Linked DNA regions of Anser cygnoides: region 2 is linked to region 1. The links are chromatin contacts, called in public Hi-C maps. All regions are on one chromosome and are shown on one strand. The core of a region is the stretch at or near the end of the contact, and the rest is flanking DNA. Distances in the headings are between cores, read along the strand shown. Region 1 holds the start of IL13RA2 (interleukin 13 receptor subunit alpha 2). Region 2 overlaps PLS3 (plastin 3).

Region 1 (3,632 bases), core at 289-2,788:
GGACTGGACTCCTACTCAAGTAAATGTGGATGCTGGGGCACCCTTGACTTTCAGTTACAGAAATCCTTGGAGGAGGTAGCTTGTTGGGTGAGGAGCTCTGCTTGCTCAGCAGATGCTGAGTGGAAAACCAGGCATTTCTTTTGCTTTTAGGCTTTTGCAGTAATGTCTCTGTGAGGACTGAGCCAATAAATCACTGTTTATAGCTCTTCAGTAGTGTCTCAATTCATCTTTGCACTGGACTGCTAGCCGTGCATGCTCCATGACATCAGATTTTGGCTCTGGCAGCATAGCATGCCTTTATCCATGACAAATTGAACAGTGTTGATTTTTAATCAAAAATGATGTACTATCTTACCTTTTTACCCCAAGCAAAAAGGCTGTGGTCAGTGCAAATGCTGTTCTGTGAGCTTCTCCAAAGGGCAAACCTAGCAAAGCTGCAACTGGAAAGGATCATGAGGACACTCGTGTGGGAAGGGACCAGCTGCAGCTGTGGCTTTGTAAAGCCACTGTGCTTTTGTAGATCTTCAAGTAGTGTTACCCTCAGGTCCAGTCACACAGATCCACTTCTTTGTCAGTATTAATTTGTCAGTTGTAAAATTTGTAAGTAGTAAATCATTGCTAAATGATCTGGCAAAAACTTTTGTCTCCCACATTCCATGGTCACCTCTGGCCAGAATCAGTCTCTCTCATTAACCAGGTGGAAGGAGACAGTTACTGCTCCTCTCCTTTTCTCTTCAGGGTTATCTAATGCATGCATGCCCCTGGGCACGTACAGGGATTTCAAAACTTCCACAAGAGGCTGATTTGCTCTTTTCCCCAACTCAAATGCCCTGTTGCTGAACCAACCTGTGTAAGAACATCCCCAAATCAAATAATACTGTTGAAATTTAACTCTTCCTGATTTCACTGTCCAATAACTGGAAAGTGCCAGTGCATGCTCGGGAAGACCAACCAGGTGTACCTGTAGCTCAGTGGGGAGCTCTCCTACTAGCATTTCCTCATTTAAAGCTGTAATTTATAGCTGAACTGCCAGCATCTTCTCCCAGGATATGAAGTCCGACTTCTCAGATAGTGCATCGGCTCCATCCCACCAGTGTCACTTTTGCCTGTAACTGCTTGGGGCAGGTTTTTTTCCTCTGTTGCATTTACGAGAGCAGCAGCCATCGGATCAGGACCTCAGTCAAAACACAGTTTATGGGAAATAGCAACAGAGAGAAGTTATTCTTTGGTGAGGAGGAGCCTCACACAATTTGAAAGGCCCCAGGGGAAGCAAAATACAAAATTTCCCATTGAATAAAAAGTTAAAACGTTTTAATTTCATGCCTTTTTTTTTTTCCTTTCTTTCTTGTTCCCACAAATGAAGTGGATCAGCTGTCATCTGCCTGTGGAGACTTGCCCACCCATTCCTGGGATGATGAGTCCTAGTTCAGGAAGTGCGGAGCTCCAGCAGTCCTCACGTTGCAGGTTACGGGAGCTGGGAGATCTGCAACCTCTGAGACTAGCTGGGGTTTTCAAGGCTTTTCCCAGAGAGCCCCCAGCCCTGACCTTGGACGAGGGTGCCTGTGGCGTTTGCCCGTGATGCTGCCCCCACCCCAGGATCACTGCATTGCCAGCAGCCTCGCCGCAAGCTGGCTGGCAGCCAAGCAGGAGTCCGCCAGAAGTTAGCTGGAACCAGTGGATTTCCACAAAACACTTCAGTTTGCATAAATCAGGGTTCTCTGATCAAAATACATCTGGTGACAGGAAAATCCCTCAAATGCTGGTGTGGGACTGTTTACTATATCCCACGTGCACAATGTGCTTACTCTGCTATCTGGGAGGGGATATTGAGCCAGACGTCTGCCGTGAGCAGTGAGCAGTTGTCGTCTTCCCTATTTCTTCATGTGTATCCTATACACTAAACTGTTCCAGGCTGGCTGTTCAGATGCAGCTGCTTGAAACTTGTTCTCTAGAAACAGGAATATATGCAGGACTTTTTATTCAATTTTGCTGTTCCAGGTTTTTTTGTTGTTGTTTTTTTTTTTTTTTACAGCTAGTGAATATTTTCATCTTGCGCATTACCTGGCTCAAAGGAAAGTCCAGAACTGTTACGGTAAGCTGTAACTATGTGATCAGCATTAAATCCCAGCAGCTCATTCTCTGCTGCATTTAGACAAATGGGAGTGGGAGAATTTGTCTGCTTTATGTTGTAATTATATTCTGTTGTGTATTTTTGAAACTCGGCATACCTTTGCAGGTGTAATACAGAATATTGATTTGTGCTTACTAGCATTTCTATATGAATTTGAAAGAGCTTTCCAGTACTTCTTTCTTTTTTAATGGTAATGATGTTTGTGTTCTTGAAATAACTTTGGCTGCTCAGAGAGTTGAAGGTGATGATTGAATTGCAGGTTTACAGACAGACATAATTACACTTTTTTTTTTTTTTTGTATTTACTCTACTGTTGCTACAATTGATACCTGTTCCATACACTGCAAGCCACATTCTAGCTGTTTTGAAATCCTTTCTGTGTGTGGTCACTCCTAACATAAATGTAAATGTATAAATCCCATATTTTTCCTTTTATGGAAATATTTAAATAGTTTTTAATATAACAAACAGTATCTAGGCTTGTCTTAAATCAGCATGGACTCATTAATAAAAATGTGAGCAGATATTGCTGCAGTCTAAGCGTTCCTGGCCAAGCAGTTTCTCTGTTTTACTGCTTGCTCTTTCAGTGGGGGGAAGGGAGGTGAAATTCAAATTATTTGCATCTGCAGAGGAAAAATCAATTCAGCATTTTTTGATTTGATTTTATTTTTTAACTTAAAGAACTTCATTTTGGTTTGTTCGTCATTGGACCAAACATTGTACCATTGATAAAAGCATCCAGCAACGCACCTTTCAACACCTGTGAGATCTTTATGTAAGAGACACAGAGGCTGGGGCTGGGGCTGTTTGCATTGGTCATCCTGAGCCACTGTATGGGACATGCAAGGCACAGGAGAACGGCCCGGCACTGCTGGCCACTCCAAAGGCACCCTGTGCTGTAGGAAAACCATCTCCCTCAAGGGTAAATACTGTTTCATATCCAGGATTGCAGCTCAGAGATCAAAGGCTGGTCCATGATAATGATCTAGAGACTTTGCCCTTTCTCCAGTGTTTGCCAGCTGGCCTGCCAGGCACAGAGACTTCATGCAATGTCAGCTCATCCTGCTGACCCCGGTTGCCAGATCCCACTCATGGGGAGGCAAAAATGAAGCGAGTGGAAATTGCCAGATCCCCTGGCACCAAAGTTAGGGCTGTAAGCTGTACAGAATATCCATCTTCTACACTTACTGCTCCCACTGCACAGTGATCACACCAGAAGGACCTCTGCCAACGTCTCTGCTAAACTTTCCAGTACAAGACGTTGGATAGAGTTTAAAGAAGGAAAGGGAAACTTACTTTGCTTGTCCCGAGGGCTCAGAGGCTTGTGAAGGAAAATTCAAATTTAAAAAAAATGATGAAAAAGCCTTGAGGTTACTGTTATTTTCAGGTGGTCTGAAAGCTGAGATTGAGCACTGGCTCCAGCGGCTCTCAGTGCTGGATCCATCCACGCTCTGTACCCTGGGCAGGCTGCTGGGAAGTGCTCTGCCCACTGCAGGGCTGT
Region 2 (3,632 bases), core at 595-3,094, 130 kb before region 1:
CAATGAGAAGTTTTTTTCTTTGGGTGATTACAATGGCATGAGATGAAGGCTGCTGAGGACTGAAGCATGCAGAGAGGAGGAGACCTGGACGCAGCAGAACTACAGCCAAGCAGGGCAGGCATCAGTGCGTGCTGCCATCCACTGGCCACCATGCCCACCCCCTCCTCAGTCCCAGCTCGCTGTGGGGTCAGCACATGGAGGGACGGGACGAGCAGAGAGGGACCAGCCCCGCACTGTGCCCCAGCTCAGCCACACCATGGACCAAGCCGCTGCAGAAAGGAAAAGGACACGGAGGCAAGTGGTCTGCCAGGAGGGTCCTGCAGGCACAAACATCTCTCAGTTGAAATGCCAGGGCTGCCCATCCTTTATGTGGCTCAGACATTCCTCTGCTCACCTAAAGAGGGTCCTGAAGAATATCCACAGTAAGTCACTATTCAAAAAAACAATGTTTTACACTGGAATCACACTGTTACAGAACACACACAACTGCCCAAACAGAGGGTTTCTAAACAGAAGAGCTGTTCTGATCCCTTTTCTGACAACGCCCAATTTAGTCACATTTACAATTGAGACATACGAAGTGTCCACATGAAGTTTATTCCATGAGGATACAATCCGAGTCACTTCGCAAAATCTGCAATGTAATAGAAGTGTAGCTCTTTATACTGGGGTCTTCCGACATGCAGAAAAAAAGGAACTTTTAAAAAATACAAAGGAAAAGTTTTTTTTCTGCAGATGGAACCACAATATAAACTGCAGGAGTACAGATTTGTTCACAAGAAGTTAACGCAAGTCTGACATAAGCCTTGCTACCTCCCATCAGTAATGAACATTGCACAGTCTGAGTGGCAGCAGCGTCTCTGTAAACTTTCCAGCTACTCAGACCAGGCTTTTCCAAAGAGAGTACCCACTTATCTAACACTCATTTTGATTTGAGAAGCCTACAGCAAACGAGCCATCTCTAATGCCAAGCAGAACCAGCAGCTTGTCTACAGAAACAGCTCATTAGGCTACTAAGCAGAAAGTAAATTGGTATAATCTTCAAAATAAGATTACAACAGCAAAAAGGATGTGGCTCTCAAAATAAATCTGTGGACTGTAGCAAGCCTGGCAATTACGCAGAACCAGAGGTCAGGAACTGCGTAACATCTTCCACCTATACGTGAGATGAGGTTACACCACTTTGGTCACAGCCTGCTCGGACCAGTAAGCAGAATTTTGGTCAGCTGTTGACCACTGTCCAGACCAGCCTGCTGCAGAACGATCCTGGCTAGCAGTGGGGCTGTGGGAGACAGCCACCGGGTGGCTCTTCAGTCCCACACAACTCATCTGCGGGTCACCTACCACCATTAAAAAGGTTTCACCACTGGGGAGTCAGGGCAGTGGTGGTGCAGTCACAGATCAGTCTGGGAAGCAGTCACACGCCCAGCCCAGCCCACCAGGACCTTTAAGGAGACACTGGTATCTCACCCAGGCATCCTGCCAGGTGCTGGAGGTAGCCAAGAGCCATGAGACTTGAAGATTTTGGCACATGGCTCATTCTGTTGTGCAAGTGGGCCTATGAATTCAGCTGCGCTGGACAAGTCCAGAACCTCATCTCAAGGGACCTTGAAGCTTTTCCTGGTATTTAGCTTGAGGCTAGATTTGTTGGCTTCCCCTAGAACTGTTCCTTTTATCTCAGACCTCACAGAAAATTTTCTGTAGGATGGATCTGCTGGACAGGCCAACTCCAGCAGCTCCTACAGCCATTGCACTCTGTTCAGACGTGTAGAAAGTTGAGTGTGCTAGATTGCCACTCACACATACAGTGCAAGTTGTCACTCATAGCCTTCAGGTCCCTAGACTGCTATCTTCACCATACAGCTCGTTATGCTGTTAATTAGTAAGCTGCCTCATGTTTTCCAGCCCACAAAAAAAAAGCTACTGGTAGCAGGCTGACCTCTGTCCTGTGAAGCTGTTCTTTGCTTTGACCGCAGGTTTCTTACACTCTGAAGTCTACTACTACCGCTGCTGCTGAGTTTAATATTTTATGAATTACAGTGGAAAAAACCCTCATCTTTCCAAGTTAAAAAAATCTACAGATCTCCCACAAAGCCAAGTCTAAGCAAGGCGTGCTATTTGACAGAAGGCACGAAGCAACTGTGCAGCTCAGGCAGGACGTGTGAGCAGTAACACCACAAGGTACAGCAGATTAGACCAAAGAGATCCAAATGCTAATCCAGAATATTATCTGCGAAAGCGACCGACACGTGAAACAGCAACGCACAGCTAAGTGCCAAGTTGTTTTCAACCCAACGCACAAAGCCTTAATCGCTATCATGAATTATTGACCAGTGCCAGTCATAAAGACTCTTACATAACAGGGGGTTTCAAGGCCATTAGTACAGGGTTGAATCTCACTCCATTTCATGGCTTTCCAAGAACTTTTAATATAGACTTTCAGAAGGCAGGGAGCAAAGAGACTAAAACTATCCTATATAATCCATAAGAAGGTTATATATCCCTTGGGGGAGGGAGGCAAAAAATGCTGTGCCACTAGCGACGGCTCTAAACAGGGGCAAAGTAGGCTGGGTGCTGCTGTAACCACCCACCCCGGAAAGCTACATAACTCCCAAGAGCTTCTTAGCCGGGCAGAGGCAATGTAAGTTTTTCAGTTTTTCAGCAAGTAGTCTGACTACGCTGCCTTTGCTAGAGCATTTGGTTTATATTAAACAGTGGCAAGAGACCAGCTGGAAATTAGCTCCACGAGAATGTTACAAAGGGGTAGGCAGCAGCAGGGCAGAGGCAGGATTGCACTGGAACCTCCCGTCCATGTCCCCGAAGAAAGCTTAGTCCCAGTCTTGGCCAAACAGAGCAGAAAGGAACAGGCTAAAGTTTAGGTCAGACAGACATTTGGGACACTTACACAAAATACTTGCAGTTTTCAGAAGGCCCAGTTTCCCCTTTCTCCTCTGTGGAAAGGTGAGTTTTACCTAAACAAAGACTCAAGCTTGGTCATTACTTCTAGTAGCACACGAAGACTGGAATACATTTGTAGCTGTATTTCCATTTGTTCTCTACTGACCTCCTTCAAAGCGTTGCTATCACAGAAAAAAAATCTTAAAGACAGGGCAAACCTCCTCCCTTGCCTGTCTGCACAATTCCAATTGTAACAGGATAACTATTTTAGGAAATGGGTAAGGTGTGTGTGTAAAGTCCTCAATCTGTTTTTGGAGGCAAAACTTTTTATGCAGAATTCAAGAAGAAAGAGCTTAATTGCAATATGGCTTTTGAACTCACTTCCCTCGTTCCTGTGACCAGCTGGAGACAAGCACCTTGTTCTATGTTGGGTCAAGGAAATATTTAACTACAGGATTTATAGTGGAATATATACTATGTATATTCCACTGCAGCCACCCAAAGCAAAAAGCAAACACTGTTTTAACTCAACAAAAACAGCAACAGACTTGAGTATCAGCCTGCTCATTAGGGTCCTGCTACAGAGGCTCTGAGGCAGGACAGCATCCAAGCCTGTCCCTGGGACGAGACTCAGCATCCTGGAATCTCAAAACCACAGCCCTGCTCCAAACCCAAACAACGCTCCACAGACCCTTCCTGGCTGATTATCAGGAAGGAACATAAGATTGCAATGG

The links. A called contact is a pair of places that touch in the nucleus more often than the background predicts.
Region 2: a contact with region 1 is called in a Hi-C map of liver, with 5 times the contacts expected there. The contact joins the enhancer-like site here to the promoter of IL13RA2 in region 1. A contact is called at or near these places in 2 of 7 Hi-C or Micro-C datasets (both in liver).

What each region holds. Positions count from the first base shown.
Region 1 is chr13:12,570,730-12,574,361 of Taihu_goose_T2T_genome, reverse strand. It overlaps IL13RA2 (interleukin 13 receptor subunit alpha 2), which reads left to right and starts at 1,538. Exons shown (of 11, transcript XM_067005378.1): 1 at 1,538-1,762; 2 at 2,033-2,092.
Region 2 is chr13:12,700,968-12,704,599 of Taihu_goose_T2T_genome, reverse strand. The region is part of intron 2 of PLS3 (plastin 3); the gene reads right to left. Among named protein-coding and RNA genes, the nearest start is that of PLS3, 12 kb to the right of the region's middle. Within about 2 kb of position 1,844, at least 2 of the 3 cell types and tissues checked have open chromatin away from gene starts, as enhancers often do. A contact at or near this core is called in liver, where this site is marked.